Regions from separate parts of the Zea mays genome. Here all the other regions are linked to region 2. The links are chromatin contacts, called in public ChIA-PET and Hi-C maps. All regions are on one chromosome and are shown on one strand. The core of a region is the stretch at or near the end of the contact, and the rest is flanking DNA. Distances in the headings are between cores, read along the strand shown.

What was found. Hi-C and Micro-C count contacts between places; a contact is called where the count stands out from the background. ChIA-PET counts read pairs in DNA pulled down with a chosen protein or histone mark.
Region 1: a contact with region 2 is called in an RNA polymerase II ChIA-PET map of seedling, with 7 times the contacts expected there. The contact joins the promoter of LOC100278342 here to the promoter of LOC100193330 in region 2. A contact is called at or near these places in 8 of 25 Hi-C or Micro-C datasets (bundle sheath, ear, endosperm and 2 more) and 2 of 3 datasets of contacts at active chromatin or transcription factors (leaf and seedling).
Region 3: a contact with region 2 is called in a Hi-C map of leaf, with 6 times the contacts expected there. The contact joins the promoter of LOC103650673 here to the promoter of LOC100193330 in region 2. A contact is called at or near these places in 4 of 25 Hi-C or Micro-C datasets (bundle sheath, ear, leaf and 1 more).

What each region holds. Positions count from the first base shown.
Region 1 is chr3:144,668,644-144,673,210 of Zm-B73-REFERENCE-NAM-5.0, reverse strand. It overlaps LOC100278342, which reads left to right and starts at 3,278. Exons shown (of 3, transcript NM_001398305.1): 1 at 3,278-3,531; 2 at 3,680-3,859; 3 at 3,983-4,130. The coding sequence starts at 3,321. The coding sequence ends at 4,086.
Region 2 is chr3:144,518,808-144,523,310 of Zm-B73-REFERENCE-NAM-5.0, reverse strand. It overlaps LOC100193330 (Transcription factor PosF21), which reads left to right and starts at 1,751. Exons shown (of 4, transcript NM_001279664.2): 1 at 1,751-2,398; 2 at 2,565-2,697. The coding sequence starts at 1,914.
Region 3 is chr3:144,771,485-144,775,701 of Zm-B73-REFERENCE-NAM-5.0, reverse strand. It overlaps LOC103650673 (transcription factor LHW), which reads right to left and starts at 1,924. Exons shown (of 10, transcript XM_008676231.2): 1 at 1,289-1,924; 2 at 618-764; 3 at 408-495. The coding sequence starts at 1,380.

The sequences.
Region 1 (4,567 bases), core at 2,029-4,528, 150 kb before region 2:
ATATATCATTCATTCTACTCACTTGCTCGGCACATAGACGGAGCCAGGGACGGAGCTAGCGCTGGGGCGGGCGGGACTCGAGCCCATGGAGCCTCACTGGAGCCTCTCCTAAAATTTAAAATATACTTCCTCCGTCTAAGTATATAATGTGTAATCATCTCTGGTTTAAAGACCAATAAATACATTTAATTCTCTCTATACCACTGCATCGATGTACGTGTGCATAGAGAGCATGTCTTATATTGTGGGACAAGAATAAAAAGTGGTTACACCTTATATTTTAGGATGGAGGGAGTATATAGCATAACATATAAGGGACTCATATATACACTGCAGCAGTTTAGTTTAGTGCCTCCTAATTGTTTTAAAAAAACTTTGTTAGTTCATGTGCAACTTATATACATCGAAAACTCATGTGCACCGAATATGTTCTCTTCTAAATTAAGAGGGTGTTTAGAATGGCTCCAGATTACAGCTCCAACACTACCGGAATCGAGTGCTTTGCCGAGTGCCTGAAGCACTCGGCAAAGCCTGAAAAACACTCGGCAAAGGCTTTACCGAGTGTGACACTCGGCAAAGAAGGCTCGGCAAACAGTGCATCGGCAAAGCCTTCTTTGCCGAGTGCTTTTTCTCGGGCACTCGGCAAACCTCTTTGCCGAGTGCCAGAGAGCACTCGGCAAAGAAAAGCGGCCGTTACGGCGCCGGGTGACGGAGACGGAGGCTTTGCCGAGTGTCCCTGGTGACACTCGGCAAAGAAGTTATCTTTGCCGAGTGTCTTCCAGGCAGCACTCGACAAAGAACCCGCCAGGGAGGGTCCCCATGTCAGGTTCTTTGCCGAGTGTTCTGTGCGACACTCGGCAAAGCCGACCTCTTTGCCGAGTGCCAGCGACATAACACTCGGCAAAGAACCTAAGCCGGTGCCCAGGTCTGTGCTCTTTGCCGAGTGTTATGACCCAGACACTCGGCAAAGAGCCTCTTTGCCGAGTGTTACACTCGGCAAAGTGACCAGTATATACCTTTTTTATTTGTTTTTTGTATTCCATCCACACAAACAGAAGATATCACATATATATCACATATATACATCACAGATATCATCACAGACATAAATAGCCAACACAAACATAAAACCGTCACCACAAACATAAATATCCATCACAAACATAAGTGTTCAACACAAGTATTAAACACAAACATAAGTCTCAAACGTCGCAAGCTCTCACATAAGTATCAAACACAGACATAAGTATTATACATAAGTTCTGAAGTCTAAAACAATGAAAACACAACACTCATGGAGGTGGGCGGTTTGACCGAGGCTGCGTTGGGCTGAACCCTTCCGGAGGGTTGTTGGATGCCGCCCCAGATTGGCCCTGCACAGAGAAGAGATTGCATGTGTTATACCAGATGCATTACAAACATCTAACTACAACTTTGATACTCACAGGAGTGTGGAAGAGAGTAGGGTCAACTGGGGGGAACAATGGAGGTGGCGGAGCGATGCCCTGTGCGGCGCCAAGGCTCTGCATGTACTGGAACATCTCCGCCATCCTCTGATCAGCCGCCGCCCGCTCCGCCATTATCCTCGCCTCCATCTCTTGACGTTCTCTCCTATCTTCTTCTAGTTGGGTCTGTAATATTACAAGCCAACGTTATAGTAACTCAAAGATAAGGTATATAACTCAAGAAAGGACGAGTTACAGAAGCACATAACCTCGAGTTGCTGTATGCGATGCTGTGAGCTGTCGTGCCGAGGTCGTATGGCTGGACTCGAGCCCGTGCTCCTTGCTCTCACCTGAGACAGAGTGGGAGTGGAGGACGAGTCGATTGCCCCGTCGGCAATCCAGTACCGCCCATGTCTCTTGCCTCCTCCGACCCTCATGAGCACATCGGGGTCGATCGGCTCGGTGCTCGGATTATAGTCTGGGCCATGGACCTCCTGTGCCATGGCGGTGTAGTCATGGAGGCGGCTGTAGACGGCGGGGTTGGTGTAGGCCTCGGGCCCGTCATCCGGACTACACATGAAATCATAGAGTTTCAATGTGGATCTCTTAGGTTTCTACACATAGTGTCTCACAACTTTCTCCAAATATTCTAAAATTTTTATCACAGCCTATACATATGATATCATGACACGGGGACAAGTTTCATGATTTTCTGACTTTGTTTGTGTTTTATACAATTTTTAAACATGTGGATGCCAAGTTCACGGCCATGTTTAGTGAGCATGTTGCTCGAAGTTTCCGGTACGCTTCTGAAATCGGTCGTAACTTATGCTAAGTACCACGAATATCATTTTTTCATGCACGGTTTTCCAAGTTTCGAGTGACCTGCAGTTCAAATTTGAATTTTCCGAAGAAATTCAAATAAACGAACTAAATCTACTAACGATTGAAACTCTGTTATAATTGTCCACAAATGATACATGTAGGTCTACATAGTGTAGGAACATACCACAAAAAGTTTGGGAGACAAAATCAAAAAAATAAAAATATACTTTGCCGAGTGTCTAGAGATGACACTCGACAAAGAGTTCTTTGCCGAGTGCTAGATGTGTGACACTCGGCAAAGAAGCCTCTTTGCCGAGTGCCAGCCGTTGGCTCTCGGCAAAGACCGACGACCGTCAGCTTTGGGACGGCCGTTGACGGCCCTTTGCCGAGAGCCCCCTTTGCCGAGTGTTTGACACTCGGCAAACTAGTCTTTGCCGAGTGCCGTCCTGTGCCGAGTGTCCAGCACTCGGTAAAGAGTCTCGTTGCCGAGAGTCTAACTTTACCGAGTGCGGCACTCGGCAAAGCCTTCTTTGCCGAGTGCCCGACAAAAGGCACTCGGCAAAGAATACAACACTCGACAAAGCCTTGGATTCCGGTAGTGCAACGTGAAGCTGTAATATCAATTTAAATAATTTAAAGATATTTTTAATTCAAATAATAAACAAAATGACTAATCTAAATATCTTTTAAACGCTTATAGCTCTAGCTCTATAATTTTCTGGAGCATCTAATGATCTACCCCATCAAGTCTATTAAATTTTCTGGAGCTAACAAGACCTAAATATAATGTTGACATGATATATAGGTCCGCCAGTTTTTCTCATCGTGAGTTGACCGGCAAGGGTGGACCTGGAAAGTTTACCCCAACCCACTAACGACGACGCCGGTGGGCACTAGCTACTGTAGTGGCACGTACTGCTGCATCTGCATGTGCCCATGGCTGTGACGGGGAGAACACGGGCGGTGCTCTATAAATACCACACGAAGCCGGCCGGACAGAGGAGCCCAACACAAGCTCATCATCGTCTATATATTCTGAAATACATATCAATGGCTGTGCTGGAGCGGCGTTCCCGCCTCCCGGCGGTGGCGCAGCTTGCCGTGGCGTTCTGGCTGGCGGCCACCAGCGCCTGCCTGTGCCGTAGCGTCATCCCTGACCCGGACCTGGAACCGGGCCGCCCGTGTGTCGGTCGTCTGTTCTGTCGTTGGCCACCGCTGCCGCTACCGTCGCCGCCGCCACCTCCAGTCGTCACACCTCCTCGTGAGTTCAGCCGCAGTTCAACACCTCCTCGTGTGTTTGCACTATAGAGGCTGCCTATATATGTCCCAGGACCGTTTGCTAGCTAACAACTCGATGCAGCTGATAATTAATAACAAGCTTGTTAGCTTAATTTGCTTCCGTTTTGCAGCAGCTCCGGAGACGACGACTCCGCCACCGCGACACCACCATACCCCTCCGTTTTGTCCTTCCCCTCTGTGTCGTCATCGCCTGCCGCCCCACCTGCCGAGGCCGATCTACCCACCACCGACACCGTTGTCCCCGGAGTCCCCGCCGCTGCCTCCACCGCCGCCGGTCGTCACCCCTCCTCGTGAGTCCAGATCCTGACGGCCTTTTTGCATGGCGGCCGGCACGCGCTCTTACGTGCGTCTTTGAGCGTACGTACGTGTAGCGTTTGCTAGCAAGTGCATCGTCTCATGAACTCGTTTTGCAGCTCCGACGCCGCGACATCCATACCCTACCCCTCGTCCATGTATTTATCCGTTCTGTCCTCTTCGGCCGCCGGTCTGCTTATGTAGTATATCTATGTTTGAATAAAAAGTAATAATGTAGTATTTGTACTGTAGTATCACGCGATCCGAGAAACCAAAATTATTCCATTTTATAACAACATGTGATAAAAAAACCGTGATGCATGATTTTAAGGAGACAATCAAGCTACTCTCCGATGTCCCTAGCTCCCTCTATAAGAAAGGAGATCAATATAGTGGAGATTGGCCTCTCTGCAAGGAAGGGGCACTACCGAAATCGGGCGCTTTGCCAAGTGCCTGCCCGATAAACACTCGGCAAAGAGAGCTCAGCGAACAGTACATCAATACGGTGGAGACTAAGGAATATAATGAAAAAGAGCGGGAAAATCTCATCCTGATCTGTACCGTATTCCTGTTTATACCGATCATTTTTGTATTTTTTTTGGAAAAAAATATAAAAACGAGACAGGAAACAAAACAAGGTTGAACGGGAGCGACAACGGTTCAAGGTTTTCTCCCATATTTACAGTATCTCATATTTGACCAGG
Region 2 (4,503 bases), core at 502-3,001:
ATCACCTATTCATCCAGTGATGCCAAGATACTTTCTACGTGCCTACTAATCGTTGGTATATTGTTCTATTCAAATGTGGAATGGTATGACGATAAACCCGTGGTACATACATAGTCCATTTGCCTATTCATGATGGGGCACCACCATTCTATAATCCTTGATCCTTTGATCAGATAGTCATGGCCGAGAAAGATACAATCAGAAACAGCCTTTATGCATTAGAGCTCTATGAATGATCACCCTATTGGATTGAAAAGCTGGTGACTTGCATTGGGATTAGTGTGTATGTTTTTGGTTCGTCAACCTCTATCAAAAGACAGGAGGCATATGCTGAGCACACTTTTGGGCAGCCGGACCGTCCGCCCACATAAGTCGAACCATCCACGGTCTGGACAGTCCGTGGTGGTAGCGTGGACCGTTCACGCATGCACAAAATCAGTTATGGTTCCGGATTTCTTGCGGGATTTGTTAGTTCAACCTGCGAGATTATCTCGAGAACCGACTTGTAACGGGTCCAGACCTCCCTTTTATATAGATAAAGGGCTACAACCGATTGAACCCCCCACAATCGATCCCAATCAACTCTACTTATCGTTTTTACCTTATGCATTAGAAGTAACCCTAGTTTAGCCTTCCTCCACCTAGAATCTTCACATCTCTTCGTCTCTACTTCGACTAGATACGTCTTGGGTGGTCTGCCGACGCCAAGACACACTCTAAGATCTCTTCTTGCCGACATGGTCCCTCTTGAGAGACGAGATCTAGGTCTGCTGCGAAAAAAACGATCCTCTGCGCCATCATGGACCGTCCGAGCCACAGACGCGGACCATCCGGACGTACGCAGAGAATGAGTCGCTGCTGCGGCCAGATCCCGAACCGTCCAGTCATGTATCGTGGACCATCTGCATCTCTGCAGAGAGGCGGAGAGCGTCATCAGATAGTTCATCCTATGTTTGGTATTCAGATCGCCCCAGCAAAGTAGAAGGGGAGGGGCATCCAGAGATACCCCTCACACAATGCCATGAAGGCCACCTTGGGATCCTTCTCCCACCGCGCATGTCATGCCAACTGCCGCCGGCGCCGCGGTGTTCGGTCGGTGTCCCGCGTACGCTTTACAGCATGTGCGCCACTGCTCCGTGCGCCTCCTGTGGCAGGCCGTATGCGTTGGGCCCTGCATCCACAAAACCGCAGCAGGACCCCAACCGTCATCCAACTGATACGACACAGCGGCACAAAAAATACGGCGCCCGCTCCGGCCTCAGTCACGGAACTCCCGCTGGCATGTGGACCCAGCGGTCCCGGAGGCCCACGTGCCATACAGCAACGCAGGCTGATAGGAACAACGCAGCAAGGCATTCTTCTCTCGCGGAAATGACACTGTTACCCCTCGTGGACTTCAGCTTGCCTGGACCAAGTCCACACGCCGTGTTGCCTAGGGTGGCGACCCGACCTTCTCGACAAGTCTTGCGACTCCAGAGCCACTGGCCCATGCACCGAGGCCACCCAACCTCCCCTCGTTGGCCGTCCACCTCCTGTCCACAGGGCCCCGAGATTCCCACTTCCCACCGCGCTCCTTGCACCCTCCCCACCACCCGAGGCCGGTCCCGCCGTCCGTCTGCCTCGGGATACGTGTCCCGGCTGAACCGCCTCCGTGAACCGAGACCACGCGGAGGCTACCGGCGAGGCGCCCTCCCCGGCTCCCAGCTTCCTCCCTCTTTCTACTCCTCAAGTCCTGACTCCTGGAGTCCTCACACGTATGAGACGCCCCCCACCTGCACGAAGCCACCATCCCGACATTCGCCGCTCTTTCTCCACGCGCCGGTCGCCGCAGACGCAAGCCCGCCCGCCGCAGCTGACGCCGCGATCTGCGAGGGTGCAAGCTAGCTCTGGCCCCGCTGCCGGTGCCGACTGAGATGGACCCGCGCTTCACGCTGCCGGCCGCCATTGGCGGCGGCGCCGGTCGGGTGCACCACCGGCGGGCCCACTCGGAGTCGTTCCTATGCTTCTCCGACGCGGACCTGCTCCTCGACCCGGACGGAGACCTCTCCTTCTCCGACCTCGACTTCCCCTCCCTCTCCGACGACTCCCCGGCCGCCTCCGACCCAACCCCGCCCCCGCCGCTGCCGCAGCCGGCCCCGGCCCCCCGCCCGGCCGGCGGGGCCCACACGCGGAGCCTCTCCCTCGACGCCGCCTTCTTCGAGGGCCTCGCGTTTCAGGGACCCAGCGGGAGCGCCGGGGGTGGGCCCGGGCACAAGAGGAGCGGCTCCATGGATGGGGCCACCTCACCGTTTGAGGGCGAGTCGGCGCTCTCCAGCGGCCTGCCGGACTACGCCAAGAAGGCCATGCCCGCAGAGAGGATCGCCGAGCTCGCGCTCATCGACCCCAAGCGCGCAAAGAGGTGGGGGAATATTTTTGGCATTTGATGCTCGACCCAGAGGGAGAATCCTTATCCAAAATAATAATTTAGCGTGCCAAGCAAGAGTCCTGGGAATTTAGTACCGATTGCTTCAAGTGATAAGGGCTGTTGATCTGTGCTAAGTTTCGCTGATGGCGCTGTCGTGTAGGATTCTGGCGAACAGGCAGTCTGCAGCGAGGTCAAAGGAGAGGAAGGTCAAGTACACCAGTGAACTGGAGAAGAAGGTCCAGACTCTGCAGACGGAGGCCACTACGCTGTCAGCACAGCTCACCCTGCTCCAGGTATGGGGTTATATTTTGTTTCAAAATCAGTTTAGTTCCAAGAGAATTGTTGTGCGAAGAAATTCATCAAATCAGCCTCATCTTTCTGATAGGCCCTTGCTTGCTAGTAACACATCTATTTCTGTGTGGGAGCTTGGTTCATGTTTGGTTGGACTATGGGGTGTTTGAATGCACTAGAACTAATAGTTAGCTGCTAAAATTAGCTAAGACATCCAAACAGTCTAGCTAATAGTTCAGATATTAGCTACTTTTAGTAAATTAACTATTTGTTAGGTAGCTAATTCTATTATTGATTTTTAGCCAACTAACTATTAGCTAATAGCTGAACTATTAACTAGACCGTTTGGATGTCTTTAGCAATGGCAAAAACACCCTGATAGAGGCCACCTTTTTATCCACCTTTGAGAGCACTTCAGGTGCCAGCTCAGCGATAGAGCACCCATTCAACCATCTGTCCATCCAAAAAAGGGTGTTTTGCCATTGCCCACATGGGTGTACATCAAACTGGCAACTAGCTTCCTTGTGACTGAACAGGGAGATCCAATCCACTCCAAGGCCTATTCGGATCAGTCTTAATCAGCCAAAGCCATTTAGCTTGCAGCGCCCAACTCATATATAGCAGGTTTGGGATACCAAGTCCTCCAAGGTCCAGAGGTCTGGTGACTTTATCCCACGCCACAAGGCAATGCCCTTCTTTCACTTCTTTTCTACCCTTCCACAAGAAACCTTGCCCAATTTTGTCAATAGCACTAATAACCCACTTGGGAACATTCATGGCGATGAAAAAATATACAGTGATTGCTGAGAGCACGAACCGGACCAAGGTTGTCCTGTCGGCAAGGTTTACAAGTGAGGCCTTCCAACTAGGCAGCCAGTTAGCTATCTTGTCCACCCACTGCAAGAGGTCCCTCCTCCCCAACTTCTTATCAGAAACAGGCAGCCCCAAATAGTTGCATGGAAAAGAAGCCGGAGTGCACTGCAAAATGTTAGAGCTGTCCTGAACAGTCTGAGCATCACAACTGATAGGGATAGTGTAGCTTTTGTGCAAATTCACAACTAAACCTGAGGCCTCTCCAAAGCAATCCAGGATCATCTTGACACAAACTAGATCTTCTGTAGGCTTGACAAAAAGAACCACATCATCTGCATAAATGGAGAGCCTAGATTTCACGTTCCTGATGGCCAAATCATGCAGCAATCCTCTCCTCATACAGACCATTTCTAAATGAATGCATGTGCAAGAAAGGATGCATATGAAGTGTACTTAACCATGTCTGAAAAATTATATTGATATTGCAAAAGCCTATTCTATGTATGATCATTTATACTTGTGTGCCTAGTGTTGAATGTATCATATTGTTAGGCGTCGTTTTTGTATCGAAAATAAATCGTGACTTGAGTGTGCACTAGATTTTGATCTGTAATGGCAAGTTAGAAATGCATGGTAAATTGGTTTGCTAGTAATATTCTCAAACCTTTTCTGGAACTTTTATGCAAATTTGCATGGTGTTTACATTTGGGTGCATGGTGTTTACCTTTGTGTGCACTTGTGCCTATGTAATTGTAGTTAGCGTGGCAAGTGAGGTTGGGTAGGAAGTAGGATTCAATGTGCCTATTAGTCTTTAGAGGTAAAAGAGGATTTTTAGGGATCCATGGGTCACTACTCAGTACTCACCATGAATGGGCCATTGATGCTCCATTTCAGAGTATGTTTTGATTGAAGTGGATAGAATCAGATGTTTAGTGTTAATGTGAAGATTAAGTGGCCACAGGATGATATTTCTCTATCAAGAACAACTTGGCTAG
Region 3 (4,217 bases), core at 675-3,174, 250 kb before region 2:
GAAAACATTTCTGCTTAGATAATAAGTAAGCAAGACCCCAAAGGTAATGAAGAAATTCTCATCACACGTAGATGAATAAAGGGAAATGCCATCACGGTTGACTTCAGCTCAAGGGCAAACCATACAAACAAGAAACTTGAAAGATGTCTCCACTTATTTCGCATGTCTATTTGTGTGGTTTCACAGCTAGCTTATCACAATGACAACTTGTTCAGAGAATAATAGACCAAACTCACTACATGCTGAAGTTTCAAGACGTAGGCCAAAATAGCCCCACAAGGACTTCTGCAGTGGCATAAATCCCTTGGCACCAGACTTTAAATAAGGTGACAGCAAAATGGACCACGGAAAACTTAAATTGGGCTACATTTATATCAGTTCACAAGGGAAGGGAGAAGGAATTGCACCTCCGGTCTGAGATTGTGATCACTGGCAGTGGCAGGATCATGGACAATCCATTGATGATTTCCAGTGAAAGCAGCACGGCCAATGGTACTGAAGAATACAAGCACAGCATACATACATACATACATCAGCAAAGTTTGAACTTCTCCAACAACGCCGAAGCACTTATTAGCTATGAACACTGTAACAAGCAAAACAAAATTCCTGCTTACCCTTCACCAATAACATGAATTTGTGAGGCCATAACCTTCCCAACAAGCGTGCACACACTGGTGCCCGGCTCACACCCAGCTTCAGGAGCATCAGATCCGGTATAGCATGAGGCGTGGCCGCAGGAACCGTCCTCCCACACCAAATGCCTGCACGTCACCAAGGAGAAGACACAAATCAGCAAAGAACAGCTGAATTCGTGCACTAATCGCATCACGAAGCTGAACGCGCAGCACATTAGCTTTACATAGAAATGCAAGCGCATTTCACCCGTTTCCCGCCCTTGTACACCCCCAAGAACTCACAGACGTTAGCGCGAACTCAGTGGGTAGGTAGGTACTCATGCCACTAAAATTTACAGCGGCACCAAAAGTTGCATACACTAGTAAAGAGCTCCCATATTGGGAAGGATGTCCAGGAATATGCCCATCCGAATGTTCCCGCGCGCGCTTCGCTTGTCTACCAGGAAAATCTAGCTGAAACGTAATGCGCAGCGAAACTCCAAACCCCAGACCAGGGGAGCGAAAAGATGCACAACGTTTCGAAAACGAATGGGATGGGATTTCTTCGCAAATCGGGCTGCAGGAGAAGCATAAGATCCAAAGGAAAAAAAAAACAGGAGAGAAAGATAAACACAAACAGTAGGAGGAAGGAGGGGTGGGGATTAGCTTACACAGGGTCGGCGGCGCCGATGGCCTTCCAGAAGACGGCGTAGGACCAGCCGACCTCCTCGCAGAGCCGGCGCAGCGCGTCCCCAACCGCCATCCTGGCGACGCAGGGGGGAGTGGGAGAGAGAACCCTAGCTCCTCCGCGGGCCGCCGCCTGCAGCCCCGGGCCCCGCTCTCTCTGGCCTGGAACTGGAACAGGACGTGCGAGCAACCCAACAAGGCAACAAGCAAAGACGGGCGGCGAGCGCCCTCACTAGGCGGCGCGGTGGCTCGCTTGCCCGGCCTGCTTCGCGCGGAGCCCGCCGGCGCTCCTCGTCCTCACGCTTCCCCTCGCCGCCGGCGCGCAGGCGCCCATCAGGGGGGCGGGCCCACTCCCAGCCCCCAGCAGGCGGGTCCCAGCGTCAGCGTCCGCGGGGGCGCGCGCTTCGCTTCACGCGGCGGTGGCGAGCGAGCCTGCCTGCCAACCCCAGTGCTGGGGCTCCGGGGGATGAAGCTGGACCTGCTGCCGCGGACTGCGGCTCGTCAATGTCCTGGTGCGTCTTCCTCCTTTTGGCTTTGCTGGCTTTGGCTTGTTTGGGAGGGTTCTCACTTCTCTTCTCGGGTTTGGGTGTCTACTAGTCTGTTTTGGCTTTCTCCTCGTTGCTTTGCTGTGCTCGCCCTTGGGCGTTTTCTTTTCTTCTTTTTTCCTCCTTCCCGACTCCCGAGGCACGTATCATTCTCTCCACGACGGGTAAAATCGTGATACCTATGTTTAAGCCCCATCATTCGTTAGAAGTCTAACGCACTAGTTCGATTTTCTAAATATAAAATACGGCTAAAAGATTGCTTGATATAACTACGAAATCATGAATTATCAATGTAGCTTGTATTTTTTTTAATTAGTCTCTTAAGGTAGATTTAGTTAAGAGTCAATTAAAATAGAGAAGATACATTCTAGTTTTTGAAAATTGAGTTGTTCTATTCTCCGTTTGGCAAGTAGAACGGAATCACTCTATTTTTTGTTTGATTAAAAAGTAGAATAGAGTGGAGCCGTTCTGTTCTTTGTTTGGTTGGAGAGTTATATGAGTATAGAGGAGAGCGTTCGCGTCCAAGAGAGCGCTCGCATCCAACTATTTTGGTGGAGCGCTCTAACTATTTATAGTAAATTTTTATATGGAGACTATAGGAATCGCTTCGCTCTTTTTTTGTTGGAAATCAAACATCAAAAACTAGAATGAAACTGTTTCATTCTTCTCCACTCGCCAACCAAACCCATCCTTAGAGATCCCTCGAGAGACCTCATATTAAATGGAGTTGTATATGCCCTTAATTAAATGGGGGTTGTATATGCCCTTAGTGCCGTTCAACATTAAGAGGAGTTTTTTTTACTTGACATGTCTATTTTACACCGACAAAACAGGAAATTTGGTACTGGTCTTCGCAAAATTAACATCCTCGTAGTAGGCTTCAGAAAATCACCATTCGTTAAAATGGACTCTTTGCATCTCCTGCCATTCCATGTAATTGTTTATGGTCTGATTCAGAGTTTTTAGAACATGTCTGCAATTAGGAAGGCTTATAGATAGTTGAGACGCATGGTGGTAAGTAAAGGATTAAAGTTTTAAGTGAGGGTGGAATATATCTGTTTTTAGGCTTGAAAATCGAAGAGACTAAAACTGTCTACATCAAATCTCTATTATATAAAACATCAGTTTCACTAAGAAAAGGTAGACTTGAAATGTTTGAGCAAAATGTGGATGATGGTGCTGCTATTCTTATATTAGAACATTCTCAATGCACGGTTTCCATCACAATATTTCCAAGGCTGTCATATTAACATTTGTATAAGTAATAGTGTATCCAGAGTTTCATCCACATAAAAATCTCGCATCTCCTATAAAACTTTCTTATATCTCTCTTTATTAAATTTTATTTCATGTTATCATGTTTGCTTATGTAGTTATGTGGCATGTCATTAAATAAAAAATAAAACTCTCAAGAGCACAAACACTACTTTTCGTTCTGAATTAAAACCAATCGTTTAGACTTCCGCAGCTACAACATATAAAGATAAAAAAAATAATAAAGAAGACAGTACAGATTAAAGACAAGTGCTTTGGCCGAAACGCCTTATTAGTTTTCATACGCGTGCCAGCTTACCATTCAGTTGGATGGTCCAAGGTAGAGGTATAGTCCAAAGTAGATGGTACACAAGCGAGTGAGATGAGATCATCAGTCAGACAAAATACGTAATAGACAGGCCAAATATCTGTTTGGAACGGCAGAAGAACTGTATGTGCTGGATGGAAAAGAAAAGAAAGGAACAGGAGAAGGGCACAAACCCACTACAGGACACGATCTGTATGAGAATCTTGACCTTGGCGTCTTGCAAATATGCAAGATGGCAACAGCCCCTTTGATTTATTTGAAGACACAGAGCCACACTGAAGTCCTAGCATGTGTATTGTATTGGCCTCAAGAAACGGGAACAGTGGAACACATGGAGCAGCAGTGGTGTGATAGATCAACTCGCTGCTACTGGTATTGTGTTGCAGAAACTTTGTTTAATTACTCTATTATCCAGACTGATAATGGGCGGCAGTGATATGATTACCCCTACCCAAAAAAAGGATGATTACTTCACATCGACTGTGAAGCATGACAGCAAGGCTCTAGCAAATGATGGCCATAATAAGACCCTATCTAAGCTCGATCTAGGGCACAAACAAAATGCAGAAAAGATGGAGCAGCAAGAGCTTGTAGAGGAAAGCAGGCACGCAGGAGTATGCCCCTCTTTGTTTCAGCTTTTTACACCTTCTATCCACCAAAAGATGCCGCGTTTTCAACTAGGTTCTATAAAATTTGATTTTTTGTTAAAAACCATTCAAAATCAACATAACCACATAATTTGATATATTCATCTTATCCATACGTAATCATAAGGATACTCTGATT